2 separate regions of the Mus musculus genome follow, and region 2 is linked to region 1. The links are chromatin contacts, called in public HiChIP or PLAC-seq maps. All regions are on one chromosome and are shown on one strand. The core of a region is the stretch at or near the end of the contact, and the rest is flanking DNA. Distances in the headings are between cores, read along the strand shown.

Region 1 (5,260 bases), core at 631-3,130:
AGGGAGACACAGTGCTATCTGTACAAAGTAACTTATGTAAAACAAATATTGTTTTTAGAAATAGCCACTTTATTGCTATTAAGCCATTGTGGCTTCAAGCCATAGACACACAAATAATTTACAGGAAAATTCTTAAGTATTATAGGAACTTTGGAGATAGTCACAGTGTAAGAAAGGAGGGGAACCAGCCATGGTAAGAACCAGGTACAGTCGCACTTTCCTATCCAACCTGGCTTTATATACCTTTCTTTGTTCATAGCTGCCTGAGAAACGCTGTGGGACTAGGAACTGTTGACCTCCTAATTTTAACCTGTCATTCTGCTCCCCAAAAGGATGGCCTGTTTCCTAATTCAGGCCTGGAAATACTACCAAAGATCTTGACTTGTCTGGATTCAATCAGTTGTAGTTTCCTCTTGGACTAAGTAGTTAAAAACTATTCAGGAAATGAGCCCCTAGAGAGAGTTCCCAAGAGCTGGGTGGGCGGTGAGGCAGGCATCTGTCCTAGGAATAGAGTTGGTGTTGATCTTCATGCCTGTGGGGCGTCTGCTCAGGTCAGTCTTCTGACAACATGCCTTGTCATGTGTGGATTAGAGGATGCCGAGTTTTCCACGTGGGACATCTGAAACATGCATTTTATTCTCAACAAGGTGGGGATTGAAGATAGGTAATATTTTATTCCAAAAATGTAATTTTTCTGGGTTCCATGGGTTGATATTTGGATACAGACAAAAGGAGGTGCAGGAGAAGCAGGAGGAGGAAGAAGAGGAGGAAGAAGAGGAGGAAGAAGAAGAGGAGGAGGAGGATAGGTTTATAAGTGGTGTGGATTATTACTATGGAATGAGAGTGACTGAAAATGACATGATGAGGCAATTAAAATATAAAGAAGTTAGATACTAGACAGAGCTCACAAAGTGGAACCCAACCAGCCATGCATTCCAGAGCTAGCCCCACACCGTTTTTTCCTTTACTTTTCTAAAGAAAGAAACAGTCACACATGGCAGTTTACTATTAAGGCTTACTTAGTGTTCCCTTCAAAGATTAGTATTATCTTTTTCCAGTGTTCAGAATGCCGCCCCAAGGCAGGATGATCTGCTATGCCTTTAGAAAGACTGCCAATAAGAACTGCAGTACACCAACAGAATTGGTGTTAAGTTGATAGAGCAGTTAATTTTGCCAGCATGAACTTGAAATACATAAATCAACACTGACAGGAGTTGGTGCAATTTGGCAGGATTGTTTGTGGTCAGGCTGATTAGGATCAATTCCTGCTTTATTGTTTATGGGTTTTTGAGCAGCTGGTTTACCCACTTGAATCTCACTTTACGCATCCTTAACATGGACGATTGCCTCAAGGAACTATTTTGAGTGTTAAATGAGACAATGTATCCAAAGCCTACTGGTAAGTACTAAGGATTCAGTCATGATTCCTTAAACTGACCAAATTTAAATCAGTTATGTAGGCTGCAATTTGTGGATGATAGCTTTATTTGTTCCTGGTCTAGCTCCCAAATAATCGACACAAAGATCTATTAAGTTTATTAGCAAGCTTTAAGCACTCTGACTGGGCAAATATGCATTTATTTTAACCCTCTAAGCTATCTGCATCCTAGCCATAGGCCTGGTGTTATTTGTACTGTGAGTCTTGCTCTAGCTTGCTCTGCTCTGTATGTCCTCATGGTGAATCCCTTGGTGACCTCTCATCATGACTCCTGGACCTTCTGCCTCATGGTCACCTGTCCCTTCTTTCCTCGTGGTCATTCTCTTACTTTTTTTCCCCCCCTTCTGGGCTCCCCAGCTGAGATCAGAAGTTCAGCCTTCTTATCTCCTCTGCCCAGGCATAGTCTGAGTCAGCTCTTTATTGAGCAATCAGAAACATTTTTTTACATGACATTGAAACCAGAGGTGCTTGACCGTGCCATGGTCGGGACTGTAGACAGATGTCTGGTATATATACAGCAGCATCTGAATACATAGTGCACAAGACCACCCCCCACCCCCCCAACACAGTTATGTTGGTAACATATTAGTAAGCACTAGATCAACAGTTTTCCAAATTTATTATGCCTATAAATCACAAGGATCACTTGGGAACTTTTCAGACACTGATTCAGCAGGTCTTGTGAGTATGATTTTAGGTGGCGATGGTCTGAGCCTCTGAGCTGGTCTTAAGGAAGCAAGGCAGAGGAAGGAATGACTTTAAACAAATAAATGTTAAGAATTTGTCTCCCAGCTGTGTGTGATGAATTGCTTTCGCTCTCAACCTTCCTAATGGTGCTAAGCATTATTAATGTAATTACTTATGTTGTGGTGACCCCAGCCATAACATTATTTCATTGCTACTTCATAACTAATTTTGTTACTGTTTTGAATTGTAATGTAAATGTCTGATATGAAACTCCTGTAAAGGGGTCAGGACCCCCAGGTTGAGAACCACTGCCTTAATATGGTAACCCTGTAATAGAAATAGAAAAGCTAAGAGAGGGGATTGTGCATTGGAAAGGGATTTTATAGTTTATGAAATACTGACTTGCTGGTGAAGATTGTGGATAGCCTGGTTATCACCTTAGGGGATTAGAACTCCAGAACAATAGGAGGGTGGGAATAGAGTTGAGACTCCTCCACACACAGTTGGTAATTGTGGTAGTTTGAATGAGACTAGCCCCCATAGGCTCATATGTATAAATGCTTGGTTCATAGTTCATGGAACTGTTTGAGAAGGATTAGGAGAAGTGCCCTTTTGAAAGAGTGTCACTGGGCATGGGCTTTTAGGTCTCCAAAGTCCACATGAATCTCATTTTTCTCTGCTTCCTGCTTGAGGATGTAGATTGAAACATTCTATCCTGCAGGGAAGCCCCTTGAGCAGAAAGGTAAACAACTCAAAATGCTTCAGGAAGTCCCTGAAACTGACTATATTCTCTAGGTCTACCTACTAGAGTGAACAATAAAAGCCAAGAGTTCTTTGCAAAGTCAATGTGAGCTGCAATGCAGATTCTGAGATTAGACCAGCTGCCTAGAAGGAGCAGAAATAATATGAGCTACCTAGAAGACATTTAGATCAATTGAGGTGCCAGGAAAGGACACTCTCTAACCTGTTGAGCTGCAGGTGTGCAGTGTTTCAGGTTCCTGGCTTTGTGAGCTGCCACCCAATGCTGGGGTGGGCCTTGCTGATACAGCTGTCTCTGAGTCATTTCTGTTCCTTTGAGTAATTCCTTACCAATATTCCTGTAAATAATCCCAATAAAACTCATTGGTTCATCAAATTGGACTTTGATGGTATCCACACATTGGTCTGTCACGGGTTCTCCATCTGAGATGAATAGATGTACGTTTTGTGTCAGATATAAGATCTCAGTTACTGTTCCTGCACCATGCCTTCCTGCTGCCATGCTCCCTGTCATGCTGTTCATGAACATACCCTCTGAAACTATAAGAAAGCCCCTAATTTTTTTTTAATTTTTTATTAGGTATTTAGCTCATTTACATTTCCAATGCTATACCAAAAGTCCCCCATACCCACCCACCCCCACTCCCCTACCCACCCACTCCCCCTTTTTGGCCCTGGCGTTCCCCTGTACTGGGGCATATAAATTTTGCGTGTCCAATGGGCCTCTCTTTCCAGTGATGGCCAACTAGGCCATCTTTTGATACATATGCAGCTAGAGTCAAGAGCTCCGGGGTACTGGTTAGTTCATAATGTTGTTCCACCTATAGGGTTGCAGATCCCTTTAGCTCCTTGGGTACTTTCTCTAGCTCCTCCATTGGGAGCCCTGTGATCCATCCATTAGGTGACTGTGAGCATCCACTTCTGTGTTTGCTAGGCCCCGGCATAGTCTCACAAGAGACAGCTACATCTGGGTCCTTTCAATAAAATCTTGCTAGTGTATGCAATGGTGTCAGCGTTTGGATGCTGATTATGGGGTGGATCCCTGGATATGGCAGTCTCTACATGGTCCATCCTTTCATCTCAGCTCCAAACTTTGTCTCTGTAACTCCTTCCAAGGGTGTTTTGTTCCCACTTCTAAGGAGGGGCATAGTGTCCACACTTCAGTCTTCATTTTTCTTGAGTTTCATGTGTTTAGGAAATTATATCTTATATCTTGGGTATCCTAGGTTTTGGGCTAATATCCACTTATCAGTGAGTACATATTGTGTGAGTTCCTTTGTGAATGTGTTACCTCACTCAGGATGATGCCCTCCAGGTCCATCCATTTGGCTAGGAATTTCATAAATTCATTCTTTTTAATAGCTGAGTAGTACTCCATTGTGTAGATGTACCACATTTTCTGTATCCATTCCTCTGTTGAGGGGCATCTGGGTTCTTTCCAGCTTCTGGCTATTATAAATAAGGCTGCTATGAACATAGTGGTGCATGTGTCCTTCTTACCAGTTGGGGCATCTTCTGGATATATGCCCAGGAGAGGTATTGCTGGATCCTCCGGTAGTACTATGTCCAATTTTCTGAGGAACCGCCAGACTGATTTCCAGAGTGGTTGTACAAGCCTGCAATCCCACCAACAATGGAGGAGTGTTCCTCTTTCTCCACATCCACGCCAGCATCTGTTGTCACCTGAATTTTTGATCTTAGCCATTCTGACTGGTGTGAGGTGGAATCTCAGGGTTGTTTTGATTTGCATTTCCCTGATGATTAAGGATGTTGAACATTTTTTTAGGTGCTTCTCTGCCATTCGGTATTCCTCAGGTGAGAATTCTTTGTTCAGTTCTGAGCCCCATTTTTTAATGGGGTTATTTGATTTCCTGAAGTCCACCTTCTTGAGTTCTTTATATATGTTGGATATTAGTCCCCTATCTGATTTAGGATAGGTAAATATCCTTTCCCAATCTGTTGGTGGTCTTTTTGTCTTATTGACGGTGTCTTTTGCCTTGCAGAAACTTTGGAGTTTCATTAGGTCCCATTTGTCAATTCTCATTCTTACAGCACAAGCCATTGCTGTTCTGTTCAGGAATTTTTCCCCTGTGCCCATATCTTCAAGGCTTTTCCCCACTTTCTCCTCTATAAGTTTCAGTGTCTCTGGTTTTAAGTGAAGTTCCTTGATCCACTTAGATTTGAGAAAGCCCCTAATTAAGTGCCCGTTTTTATAAGATGCGTTGGTCATGATATCTTCACAGCAATAGAAAAGTAGCTAACACAGGCATCGAAGAATGGATTATTCACTATTCTTGTTGCTGTGAGAAAATACCTGCAAAAAGCAATTTAAGGTTTTGCTCACAGTGTAAGGTGACAGTCCAGCATGGCAGGGAC
Region 2 (4,892 bases), core at 1,479-3,978, 340 kb before region 1:
CAAGCCTGGATATGGAAAGTACCACTGACCATCTCATGTTAGAGGATACCAAGTTAGCAAAATGTTCCGCTAAGCTTTGTATTCTAAAAGGCTTACACAATCGAGCAACATAGATACACTAAACATACAAAGACACCAGAACAGTGAACACAGAGCTACTTAGAAGTCTTTTACATAGACATTAATTTAACTTCTACTTCTAAAAAAGGAGATAACTGCCCTCAAACAACAAGGGCAAGGTGCATAGGAAGTCATGAGTTAATCACATAGTAAACGTGATCCCCTGAATAAATGAGTAACTATCTTGTTGGGTGAAGGAAGGTTGCACAGATTGTGTGGTCTCACACGTTCTGCTCATGAGATGCTCCAACCATTAGTCTCCATCCATATCCATAAAAGCCCACCAGGCGGAGAACATGGTCATATTCCTCCCCTGTAGCCTCTCCCGCTCCTGGGGAATCCCCCAATTTTCTCTAAATAAATCAGTGTTCACTTTCCTCACTCTTTGCCCATGCTTCCATATTCTTCTTGGATATGAGACAAGGAATTGAGAATCCAATGGCTTCGGGGTGACTTTGGTTACTAGTGATTGCCTAAGATCCTAGCACGGAGAACTAAACTCAGTAAGAGCCAAGAAAAGGTCCACCCTCTCAAAGAACTTGCAGTGTGTGTTTTGTGTGTGTGTTGTGTGTGTGTGTGTGTGTGTGTGTGTGTGTAGTGTGTGTGTGTGGTGTGTGTGGTGTGTGTGTGGGGTGTGTGTGTGTGTGTGTGTGTGTGTGTGGTGTGTGTGTGTGTGTGTGTGTGTGTGTGTGGTGTGTGTGTGTGTGTGTGTGTGTGTGTGTGTGTGTGTGTTTGGGCTAGAGGCCAGCAAGCCTGAGAAATCCTCCCATTTCTATCTTCTCTCACCACTGTTATGATTATGAGGACTTGCATGGTTGTGCCCAGCTTTTATGTGTGTGCTGGGGATTTGAACTCAGGTCCCCATGCCTGTGCAGCAGGTACTATCACACTAGACAACTCCCCATCTGAAGTTTCTACTTTTGAAGCAAATTTTAAAATATTTATCTAGGTAAACACATGTTTACTGCATTGGCAAAAATAAAAAAAAATCTAGACTTCTAACAAATTTTCAGACAATGTACTCCAATAGAATAATTTTCTGATGTTCCTACGAGTTCATATATACAAAACCCAAGTGCTTATTTGGTTGAGATAAATAAATTTAGAACAGGTTTAAATAGAAGGTTTGCCTAAATGGCAAGTATATAATAAAAAGTAGAGATGTTTAAAATTTTTTATTAGCCATTTTGTGTTACAAATCCAGAATCAATATATATTATATGAAAGAGAATACTTGTTCATCATTTTATATGTGTTAAGCATATGTGCCTTTAACTATACAAATATTTTCACAATATTCGAATGTTTGGACACACATCTCTGTGCCTGTTTAGTCACAGATGGGAAGGGTTTGAAAGCCATAGAATCACCTTAAAGTAATAGCATGCATAAAGTGCCCATGTAACAAGCTTGACAGAAGCAGGAACTTAAATGAATCTGGACTTTGTCAGAACTCCTTTCCTTAGTACTCAAAGCCTGACAAAAGCAGCAGGAAGCAAACAAAACCTGCTCAGCTAAGTCAATGCCTTTTTGCAAACCCCACTGAGAGCAGAACAGTATTTTAGACAAAGGCTAGTTGCTTTTAGATCAGGCTAGCCTCAATCCTGCAGCAGTCCCCATGCAACTGTCTTCTGAATGCTGGGGTTGCAGGGATTCTTCACTATGACTGACCATAAGATTTGTTCAAGGCATTCAGACTTTCTTAGAACATTGGCCTACTTGTAGTTAAGTTCCTATTTTACATTGGAGCACCAAATTTTGTCCTTACTGCTTATGGTGGCACAAGGTTGTAACCCATCACTTGGCAAATTGAAGAAGAAAGGTCAGAAGTTTAAGGTTATCGTTGGCTACATAGTGAGTTGTAGGCTAGCCTAGGCTACATGAGACCCTGATTCAAAATAAAGATGATTTTTAAAAATTGCTTAGATACACATATTAAGTGTCTGCTTTTAATCCATGAACCAGGGAGGCAGAAGCAGGAAGATCTCTGTGAGTTCAAGGCAAGCCTACTTTACACAGAAAGTTCTAGAAGAGACCAGACTATGAGCATTGTGAAAGCCTATCTCTTTAAAAAATATATTACATTTTGAAACATCTTGAAACATATATTCAAAAACAGCAGCAAGGACAATGAGTAGATTTATCACTTGATCTGTTAAGTATACTTCATATATGAGATAACCATGTTTATAAAGGAGTTATAAAATGGTTGATAAAAGATTTCAACCTAAACAAGTTTAAATGAGCCAGATCCTGTTAAAAGCTCTACAAAACTAAACAGGAAACATGAATCATTTAATTACTATCTTTTAAAATTAAGCCCTTTGAAAACATAACTAAAGTAAACCAGCGTCCTAGGAAGTCTAGCTGCTTTGAATATAAAGCATTAAAGCCTTCATAGCTAGGGATTTGAGGATGGCTCAGTGGATAATGGATTGGCCTACAACTGTGAGGGGCAGAACTTGTATAATGTTGGACAAACCTGAGCCTGGCTCAATTTTCAAGACCTGTCGTTCTTCTCCACTTAAGAATGACTCAGCAGGACCTACCAACCTGAATGAGACAGCCTCTGCCTAACCACTGCTGATGTGTCAATTTCTTATAGGACCCGTGAGATCGCCCCCAGCCTTTGTCATCTCACTCCACCCCATGTGTCATCTCACCCCATACCCCTATCCTCACCTCCTTGTCCTGTCTATATAAACAAGTGCCTAGTTTAATAAAGTGAGTTCCTGCTTTAACAGACTCCTGGCCCAGGTGTGTTTGTTTTGGGCCTTGACACTCACCATTCCGCTCAGCCCCAGAGACTGGACCTGTGGACAGTATAAAACCTGGAATCTCAGCACTAGGAAAATGTAGAAAATTATTACAAGCCCCAGGCAGTCTGGCCTACATAGTGATCTTCATATTTGCATAACAGCTCAACAAAGCTGTTCCAAAGGGATTTTTATTTGGTTGGGTTTTTTTTTTGTTTGTTTTAACTTTTATGATTCTTATGTGAATTTCACATCATTCACACCAACCCTACTTTTACTGGCTGGTTTTCCTTTGTCAACTTGACACACGCTGGAGTTATCACAGAGAAAGGAGCCTCCCTTGAGGAAATGCCTCCATGAGATCCAGCTGCAAGGCATTTTCTCAATTAGTGATCAAAGTGAGAGCGCCCATTGTGGGTGGTGCCACCCCTGTGCTGGTAGTCCTGGGTTCTATAAGAAAGAAAGCTGAGCAAGCCAGTAAGTAACATCCCTTCATGGCCTTTGCATCAGCTCCTGCTTCCTGACCTGCTTGAGTTCCTATCCTGTTCTTTGGTGATGAACAGCAATGTGGAAGTTTAAGCTGAATAAACCCTTTCCGCCCCAACTTGCTTCTTGGTCATGATGTTTGTGCAGGAATAAAAACCCTGACTAAGACACTACTCATCTCCTGGAACCTCTGTGTCCACCCACCACCCTTGAACCCCCCCCAAAAGAAAATAAAAAACAAACAAAATATGTCATTGTAGAAGTGAGTGTGTCACCCTTTTGTCCACACATCTTTACTTGCAAATCTTCATTGCAGTGAGTCATTGGTCTGGTTTGAGGTCTCTGGCTTCTGCTATACTACCAATACTCGATTCTCACTGGGACTCCTCTCAGATAGCCTGTTGTTGCCCTGTGTCATGGAGATCCTATCCTGTAGCTTTGGGCCTCTGGGTGTCTTCCACTCTCCTGTCCCCACATTCAGTAAACTCTGGGTGTCTTCCCCACTTTATATGGCTTGGCAGGTGGATAAGCCTCTTCCCAGAGTTTTTAAGACAAAAGTATAGGTTCTGACAGCCTCATCAGGGTCAGCTCACCTGCCAATTCACCATTTAAAGACATGGTTACAGCAGGGAAAGGATATTTTTTTATTCTGTTTCATTAGAAAGAGGACAAATCTAGTCAAGATGTGGTTCACCCAAACATTGCTCATGGTCTTAACTCAAGTCTGTCAGGTTGTACTGAAGGTGTTCTGTCATCTAAGGTGGCTCAATAAGTCATTAATTATTAACCTGTTCATTGCTGAGAGGTTAGCCTCACCCTCCTAGATAATTCTCTTCATGGGAAGGTAGGTCTGTCCTGTAATTCAAAATGGAGAAATAATTAGAGTTAAAGTTAAGGTCAAAGACTTGTTGAGAGGACAGAGTTATCCAGAGTCAGGCTGACTCCATGACAGGCTGCAAACTGGCAGTTTGGGAGACTCGGCCTAAGTTTCTGTTTCCCAGAATTAGAAAAGTCCAAAACAAGGCAATTCCAGAATAAAACACCCTTCATGGGCAGCCACTCAGGAAGCTGCCCCTCCACTTAGCCTGAGCCAACCTCACGGGCAGCTAATTAGAAGCTCTTGAAGCTGCCCCACCACCTAGTTTGAGGCAGGCAAGTATAGTTAACCAGTCAAAGTCCCCTAACATACCCCAGCGCCTTAACCAATCACAAAGGCACCCAAACCCCTGGTGATAGAACCAACCAATCAAGGGAAAGAAAGGTAAAAGTCACCCACTGCTACCCTAACAGGCGTTAAATTGACCCTGCAAAATCCACACCTCTGTCTTCCATCCTGAAGTATGGTGGACCTCTGCCTGCAGGTTCTCTGCTGAATAAATACTCTTTGCTGTTGCATACTGTTTGAGTCTAGGGTATCATTCTTGCCAAATCACAGACCCTTACATTATTTGTTTCTGTGTCTTCAGTATAAAGTACAGACACAGATAGAAATAGAGACACCAAAACTTCTATCCTGTTTTTAGTTACCTT

The links. HiChIP or PLAC-seq counts read pairs in DNA pulled down with a chosen protein or histone mark.
Region 2: a FOXA1 HiChIP or PLAC-seq map of pancreatic cancer cells shows a contact between it and region 1. The contact joins two enhancer-like sites. A contact is called at or near these places in 5 of 39 promoter capture datasets (the C10 cell line, hippocampal neurons and liver), 1 of 484 Hi-C or Micro-C datasets (pancreatic cancer cells) and 2 of 115 datasets of contacts at active chromatin or transcription factors (pancreatic cancer cells and stem cell-derived neural progenitor cells).

What each region holds. Positions count from the first base shown.
Region 1 is chr2:18,989,266-18,994,525 of GRCm38.p6, reverse strand. All of the region lies in intron 1 of Pip4k2a (phosphatidylinositol-5-phosphate 4-kinase, type II, alpha), which reads left to right. Among named protein-coding and RNA genes, the nearest start is that of Pip4k2a, 6.2 kb to the left of the region's middle. Within about 2 kb of position 1,880, at least 37 of the 459 cell types and tissues checked have an H3K27ac peak or open chromatin away from gene starts, as enhancers often do. A contact at or near this core is called in pancreatic cancer cells, where this site is marked.
Region 2 is chr2:19,325,832-19,330,723 of GRCm38.p6, reverse strand. No RefSeq gene overlaps it. Among named protein-coding and RNA genes, the nearest start is that of 4930447M23Rik, 16 kb to the left of the region's middle. Within about 2 kb of position 2,728, at least 27 of the 459 cell types and tissues checked have an H3K27ac peak or open chromatin away from gene starts, as enhancers often do. A contact at or near this core is called in pancreatic cancer cells, where this site is marked.